Regions from separate parts of the Sus scrofa genome. Here region 1 is linked to region 2. Evidence: chromatin contacts called from public Hi-C data. All regions are on one chromosome and are shown on one strand. The core of a region is the stretch at or near the end of the contact, and the rest is flanking DNA. Distances in the headings are between cores, read along the strand shown.

The links. A called contact is a pair of places that touch in the nucleus more often than the background predicts.
Region 1: a Hi-C map of heart right ventricle shows a contact between it and region 2, with 2.2 times the contacts expected there. The contact joins the promoter of ZMYM3 here to the promoter of SNX12 in region 2. A contact is called at or near these places in 1 of 5 promoter capture datasets (liver), 3 of 47 Hi-C or Micro-C datasets (embryonic fibroblasts, heart right ventricle and liver) and 1 of 2 datasets of contacts at active chromatin or transcription factors (alveolar macrophages).

The regions. Positions count from the first base shown.
Region 1 is chrX:57,278,011-57,282,411 of Sscrofa11.1, reverse strand. ZMYM3 (zinc finger MYM-type protein 3) reads left to right here and starts at 2,985. Exons shown (of 25, transcript XM_021080504.1): 1 at 2,985-3,013.
Region 2 is chrX:57,107,018-57,110,939 of Sscrofa11.1, reverse strand. It overlaps SNX12 (sorting nexin-12), which reads left to right and starts at 2,304. Exons shown (of 4, transcript XM_001928070.5): 1 at 2,304-2,592. The coding sequence starts at 2,428.

The DNA of each region.
Region 1 (4,401 bases), core at 1,736-4,235, 170 kb before region 2:
TAGCTCTGGTTAGACCCCTAGCCTGGGAACCTCCATATGCCACAGGAGCGGCCCAAGAAATGGCAAAAAGACAAAATAAATAAATAAAGAATAAGCCTCAGTCTAACCAAATGGCTACCAAACAGTTTGATCAAGTTATATGTAGTCTTGCCTGTCATAAAAAATGGTAAAAGTTTGACATACAGCAGTAGTTAGTTAAGCAAAGCATGACACATACAAATAATGGAATAATATACAGACATACAATTAGGTTACAGAACATACTGCACAAGATAATTCCGATTTTGTAAAAAAAAAAAAAAAAAAGTAGGCAAAAGGAAAATAAAGGACTAGAAGGTAATACATCCAAAAGAGTTGTTGTTATCTCCAGGTATGATAGGTAGGATAAAGTGATCATTGCTTTCTTCTTCAAACTTTCTGTGCTTTCCCAAAACTTTACAGTGAACACTTACATTTTTGTAATGAGAAAAGTATTAATGTAATTAAAATGAAAGAGCTCTCATGAAGACAGGGGCTGCATTCTTACCTGTCTTATAGTGTTTACAGCACTTTAGGAGTGCTTTATAAATGGTGAAATGACAAGTGACAGAATTCAGTACTATGTCACAACTGTAACAAGGCTGAAAATGAGAGTGTTGAATTGCAGGCCACACTCTTACTCAACACCCTTCCCGTTGCCCCCCATCATTCTCTGTTAGAGCTTTTCATCTGTGGCTGATACATACTCGGACTTATCAATTGTGGGCACTTTTGGCTTACTAAAAGAGAAAATATGTATATATATTTATTTCAAGAACATGAAGGCTCCAGGGTATAAAGTCCCAAACTATTCATATACATCTATTATAATGGTAATATTAATAAGTACCCATTAAACACCTGCTATATATCAGGCAAGTGTACGTCTCACTTAATCTTTTTTTTTTTTTTTTTTCTTCTGGCCACCCAAGGCATATGGAAGTTCCCTGGCCAGAGATCGAGTCCAAGCCAGAGCTGCAACCTATGCCACAGCTACAGCAAGGCCAGATCCTTAACCCACTGTGCCATAGCAGGAACTCTACATCTCAATCTTAATAGCTATGAGGTATTATTTCCGGTATTTCTTTCCAGACTTTTTCTACATATATAGAATTTCTCTACAAAGTATTGTATTTTAACTCCTTTAAAAAATGTAACATTGGGAGTTCCCGTTGTAGCTCAGTGGGTTAAGAACTCAAGTAGTATCCATGAGGATACGGGTTAGATCCCTGGCCTTGCTCAGCAAGTTTAGGATCATATGTTGCCACAAGCTGCAGCATAGGCCGAAGATGTGGCTTGGATCATGAATAGACGTGGCTGCGGTATAGGCTGGCAGCTGCAGCTCAGATTCAACCCCTAGCCTGGGAACTTCCATATGCCGCAGGTGCTGCCCCAAAAAGAAAAAAAACATATTTTTTTAAAAAAGTGTAACATTATATCAAGGGCATTTTCCTGTATCATTTTAATAGATTTATTTTTTAGAGCAGTTTCAGGTTTGTAGCAAAATAGAGGTGAAAGTACGGAAAGTTCCCATATACTCCCTGCCCCACACCTCCTCCCTCCTTTACAGCCTCTCTTGAGGGATCAATATCCCCCACCAGTGTGGTACATTTGTTGCAATTGGTGGACCTACATTGATACATCATTATCATTCAAAGCTCATAGTTTAGGGAAGAGTTCACTTTTGGTATCCTACATTCTATGAGTTCTGACAAATGTATCATAACATGTGTTCATTACTATAGTATCATACAGAATAGTTTCACTGCCCAGAAATTCCTCTGCTCTGCCTCATTAGCTTTTTAAAAAATATTGTTGTTAATGACTACATCCACTGTATGAATATAACCAAAATTGATTTGCCCAACCTCCTACCGTACATTTAGATTGTTTTCTTATCTCTGTTTTAAAGATGAGAAAAATAAGACCTAGTGACTTGACAAGTGATGTATCCAAAATCAAATGGCTAAAAAGCAGGCAGAGTGGAGATTAGAATCCTGGTCTCCAGAGCTCACACACATTGCCTCTGAATACACACCATCAATGCCCCCTTTAGACTGTCTCCCCTCAACTTGAAACCAGGCATTCTCCACCACCAGAGAAGCCAGAGATCCAAGCATGTGTTGAGAAGGGCAGGCAATACAAAAGAACGAGGCGGCCCAACTGTGATGCAACAAAGTGAAAATCCAAAAGGAGGTAAAAGGACACAGAAATAACCAGAAGGTGGGAGATGGGTACACAGAATACTGGTTAAGGTAAAGAAAAGGCTGGGCTTGGAAAACCTGAATGGGAAAACTCTTGCTTTTATCTCTGTATATGGGAGAGAGCAAAGATAACCTCAAGGCCATGGGGGGAACAGGAAGGATAAGGTTTCTGGGAAAGTGAATGAGACAAGGGAGGATAAAACTCCCAAGGACTATAAGGCTAGGAAAGGCTTAGTATGGGAAAGAAGAAAGGCCCAGAGCAAGAGGCACGCCAGAGCAAGCACTGGACAACAAACCTACGTGTATTTCTAAAAATGTGGCGGGACTCTTGTCCAGCCTGAGCCTCTTCTAGTATCTCAGACACCAAATACTCTTCAGCCCTTAAGGGTCAGAGGGGGAAAGTGGAGAGGGGGGATTGGAAAGTGCCCTAACTCTGATGGGGACTGAGAAAGGATCCTGGCACACATTTTTTAAAGCCAGTAGGCCTAATACTAATGCCCCCTCCCCCTACCCCACTTCTCCAGCCTCAACCCCAGCCACACCCACACGCTAAGGACCATCCAGGAGGGGGAGTGTGTGTGTGCGCGCGCGCGTGCGTGCTCGTGCATAAGAGAGCCAGAGAGACAGAGACGAGACAAAAAGAGACCGGGAGAGAGAGAGAGCGCGCCAGAGAAGGAGGCGGGGAGAGGGAGAGAGGGACAAGGACAGAAAAAGAGGGAGGGAGGGAAGGAGAGACAGAGAGAGACAGACAGACAAGAGATAGAAAGGAGGAAGGAGGACTGTCGGCCTTGGTGAGGAAAACTACAGAAGAGATAACGCAGGGGGCTCCTGCGGGAAGACTCAGGGAGAAGATCCCAGAACTTACCCTAAGACCGTGGAAGGAGTAGGGGAGTGTCTTTGCAGGACCTGGTTTTGGGGTCATCAGGCAGTAACGGTTACTGCATAGGCGTTGTCACTGAGCCAGAGCCATTTAACCCGCCCTGGGTAGCTGGAGACCAGGCTTAAGACACCCCACAACTATGAGTCTCAGAATGGTTAGGGGGGCCCGAGGCTGCAGACAAGGGGAGGAGGGGCACGTGAGGGCTGGGTCCTTTGCCTCCCCCCACCCTCCGCTGTCACTCATTACCCCAGCAGTCGCCCAGGGGGCGGGCCCCGGAGAGGTGGGGTTGGGGGGAGGGTAATCTTGGCAGGCGCCTGCTGCATGGCGTAGGTAGGGACTGTTGAGGGGGGCGGACGCCGGGGGGTTGAACACGAGTGGGAAGCGGAGAGAGACACGGGTAGGGGGAGGGGACCGGGAACCATTTGAATGAGAGGAGGGGATCACGGGTAGAGTGGGCTCCAGGAGATAGGGCGGGCACGGGTGTGACGGGGGGCCAGACTCTTGAGCCAGGTAAGGGAAGCAGGTGCGTAGATCTGTTTTTTGTGGGTTATTGTACTCGGCCCTTTGGTGTAAAGGGGGTGCCGCCTTTCCCGGGGGGCGGGCTTCTGAGCTCCAGAGGCTAGCTTTTCCTTCTCAACTAACGGGGCCCCGGGCGGGGGCTCAAGCTCCATCTCCAGTGCCTACGTTCCACTCCGCAATTTCCAGGCGTCCACTGGGCTGGGAGTCTCGCGCCGGGGGCCGGCGCTGTCTCGCGAGCCCCCTCCACGAGCCAGCCAATGGGGTTGGTTGCTGGCGCCGCCCGCCCGCCTGGTGCAGAGCGCTGGGCGCTGTGAGCGGCGCTGCCATTTAAAGGGGCCGCGACCCCTGTCCCGGCTGCTAGGGAGGGAGGTGGAGAAGGAGCGCGGGGCCGTCGCTGTCTGCAGTTCTAGGCTTGTAGCGGTTACACTAACCCTGCCGCAGGTAGGGGTCGGGCCTGATCAAGCCGAACCGAACCTGCAGGCGGGAACTCGCAGTAGCCGGGAGGGGGGGGGGTCCAAGGAGAGATCGTAGCTCCAAAATGTCTTCCTGTAAATGCCTGAGGTGGGGGGTGGGCAACAGGAGGAGGACTGGGAGAGCTCTAGGAAAAGGGGACGGGGCTGAGAAAGTGGGCGACCCTGAAAGGTAACTGGGGGGAGGGGTTAGGAAGGGCAGTTTGTGGGGGCGAGGGAAGGGCTGAGAGGACCATGCAACGCGGGGAGGTGGGGGTGGGGCCAGACAGGGTGGGTAAAGACTGGGGAGCTGGGGGGCTCTAGGAGAGAG
Region 2 (3,922 bases), core at 1,055-3,554:
GGATCCTAGCAGCTTCTGCGACCTACACCACAGCTCATGGCAATGCCGGATCCTTAACCCATTGAGCAAGGCCAGGGATCAAACCTGTGTCCCCATGGATGCTAGTCAGATTCGTTTCTGCTGAACCACAATAGGAACTCCCTGTCATTCCAATTTTGATTGGTAGTACCAGCATCCACCTAGTTACCTAAATCAGAAGCCTAGGAGTCATTGTATCTATTTGTTCCCTCTCCCCTCAAATAGCAGTAATAGCTAATAGTTACTGAACACTTACTGTTAGCACATATTTAATTTAATTTAATTCTCACAAAAACCCCAGAGGTAGCTTTTAGTCTTATTTCCATTTTACAGAGGAGGAAAACTTGTTGGATAACATGTTCAAGGTCATACAGCTAAGGGAGTTCCTGTTGTGGCTCAGCAGTAAGGAACCCAACCAGTATCCATGAGGACTTGGGTTCGATCCCTGGCCTTGCTCAGTGATTTAAGGATTCAGTGTTGCCTTGAGCTGTGGTGTATGTCACAGATGTGGCTTGGATCCCACACCCCTAGCCAGGGGACTTCCACGTGCCGTGGGTGTGGCCCTTAAAAAAATGATATACAGCTATTAAGCAAGGATTTAAACTCAGGCAGCCTAAGTCCATAGCCCACATATTTAAGCTCTATACTATATTACCACTATATCTAATCAAATACAACTCCTATTTTATTTCCTTGATCTCAGCCTTTTCCCTTTTCTCCATTCCCACCACCTGATCCATGTGCTACCATATGTACGTTCATAATTGGTCACATTTAACTCAACTACATTTTCCATCTTGCCTGCAAAAGAATCCTTCTAAAACACAAATCTGATCATGTCTTTTTTCTGTTGAAGATCTTTCTGTGGCTCCCTATTGCCTTCATCATAAAGTCAAAGATCCTTTGCTTTAAATAGAAGGATCCTCTTCTGCCCATCCCCAGCCAGCCTACCTCTCTAAGTACTTCCATTACACAACCTGAATTGATGACAATTTCCTAAAATATCATGCTGTTTCTTAGCTGGATGCCTTTGCATATGCTATTCCTTCTGCAAGAAATTACCTTTCCCCATTTCTACTCCTGGTTGTCTTTTACATCTTTTCATGTGTGTCAAACTCACATAGTTCCTCCTCCAGGAAGCCTTCCCTAACTCCTCCAAGTATTCATGTCCTCTGCACTGCTTTGAACATTCATTTATTTTGTATTTGTCACATTATCATAGTTTTATTCACTTATCTCCCTTTCTAGAATGTTAACTCCTTGAGGGCAGGGACTCTTACTGAACTCTAGGTCTTTAGTATTTAGCACGGTGCCTGACACATGAGTAGTTGCTTAGGAGATATCAGTTAAATTGAATTAAATAACTTAATTGTGAAATTATAGGACCTTGTACTCCGTTGAAAGAATTTCAGGCATAAATGACATGGGAATTTTTTTTTTTTTTTTTTGAGCAGAAGAGTGCTGGTGCAAAGAGGAGAAAGGATGACCTAAAATTAGCACTATTGATATGGGCGCTACTCCCTTTAAATGGGCTATGTGTAAATTTGTCATATAAATACTAGTATTTCTATAGATATTCTCATGAAGACACATATTCTATCTCCATTACGGGCTGCAAGCAAGCAACCTCAGAGTGCCAAGTGTGGAGTTTTGCAGAATAGAAATAGAAGGTATTGAAAGAAATGCCCTTGGTTTGCTGAGAACACTTGAAATTAGCTTTTATGTGGCAACAAGTGGAGGATAAAGATATGCCCAAATTTTCCTAAGAAGTGAGAATGAGAAATCGTCTTTTTTGACCTCATGCTCACTGCTTTTTTGGCACCATAAATAGGGCTCAATTGCGTGTGAAATGAATTGAAACTATCAGTAGCACAAGTGGCTGGGCTGCGTTCTAGGTTCTTAATACTATTGTCGGAACCCCACCCTCCGGAGACCACCCTTCTACTTTCGTGCAAAACCGGTACTTATTCAGGTCACGGGGCTTCGGCCTATCACTGCAGAATCCAAGCTTGCGGGGCAGTGCCCACTGCAGATTGACGCATGGTGTAAGACAATTTCTTGGGCTGAGGAGCAGCGATTGGCGGATCTCGCCTATAGTGCTTCCCAGGACACTAGGGGTGTGCGTATTGGAAATGCAGGTTCCGGGGCGGCCAGTAACACCGCCCGGAAGTCTGAATGAGGCCTCCTCCGACAGCACTTCCAAACGACCTCATGGCCGCTATTCAGAGTGCCCGGCCCCGGGCAGCGGCAGCGTGCGCGTGCGTGCGTGCGTGCGTGGGCGCGCGTACGCGGTGCCGCCGTCAGTAGGTTGGCTGGTTATTTTGCAAGCGGGAGGGGCCGTGCGCGCTCCTGCCTCCGGCTTCTGTCCCCCACCCCCCCTTCCCCGGTCCCGGTTTCTCCTTCGGAAAGATGTCGGACACGGCAGTAGCTGACACTCGGCGCCTTAACTCGAAGCCGCAGGACCTGACCGACGCTTACGGGCCGCCAAGTAACTTCCTGGAGATCGACATCTTTAATCCACAGACGGTGGGCGTGGGCCGGGCGCGCTTCACCACCTATGAGGTTCGCATGCGGGTGAGTCACGGGGTGAGGGAGACAGCTGAGGGAGGACCGGGCGGCTGGGCGGGGAGGAGGCTGCCATAGGGACGGCTAATGGTGGAGAAGGCACTTGAGGGGTCATTTGGGGGTTGGGGTGTTACAGGTTTGCAGAGAGGTCTGCACATTCGGTTGTGGCCCGAGGATACAGAAAACTCCTGAGGGGGACATCAGACTGGCTTGAGGGAAAGCAAGTAGCCATGAGCAAGAAATGAAGCATGACTGAAGGCGGTAGGGAGGATGGAGAGGATTAGAGTGATATATTCAAGGAAATAGGGATCAGAACTGTAGCAACACAAGGGGTTAAGGAAGAGTGGAAAAGAGCTGGTGATGGCAAGCCAAGGCGGGGGTCCCATTACTAAACTAGGTTGTGGGAAGTCAACCTGAAGAGGGGGAACCGGAAGGCCTGGCTTCCTCCTAATGAGGTCTCCCTGGATGATGGCGTTAAGCAGAGCCTGGATTAAAGGGAAGAGAGACACCAGGAAAGGAAGACAGTGGGCTTGGTGGAGAGACTCTTCTAGGAGAGTCCCCTTGGACTGAGTGCTTCCCAGACTTGCGTAGAATTAACATCTGAAGGAGAGAAGTGTTTTATGCTTAAGTTTTCTCAGGTACTACATGCTCACTGGAAAACCTGACCTTGCACTCAGATTGGTGGCTTGTTAGTTGCTGCCCTCATCCTGTGCTGACCCTTTAGATTTGAAGTATCCAGAATGTTTATTTCAATATTTACTGGCTCTCATTTGGGTTTTCTGTATATAAATGGCCGTTTGCCCTTTCTGCTCTAGGTTAACCTTTTGGATTCATTATATTAATCCCTGGTCTGTATTTAACTTTAACATCTGACATTTCAAGACTGCCCCAGGAATGGCTTCTTCCAGTGTGCACTACAGAGGACTTTATTCTCTAGTTCTTAGTCCACAACGCTAGGGTGGAATGTGCAGAGTACATGGTTTGCAGGTTCTTTGGCCCCATTGAAGTGGTTACAGGCAAAAAGTTTGAGAGCCGTTTTCTAATTTTCCTTATGTTTTCTTCTCAGACTAGAGGGCCAGAATATTCTCTATGGACAGCATGCTGCTCAAACAGCATTTGAAGACCTAAAAGAGTGTATGTGCTTTCATTTTTGATTGAATGAATTGAATGAGAGAGTGTGCTCTCCCATCTGGGTTTTTGAAATCAAATTGAGAAATGATCATCTCCAAATTCAAGTTTGGAGAAGTCCAAACTGAAGAAACGCTGATAGCAAAAAATGAGAAAAACTTCTCTATATCAGGACTGTTCGAAATCATCTCTCTGGGGAAGAATGGGAGGT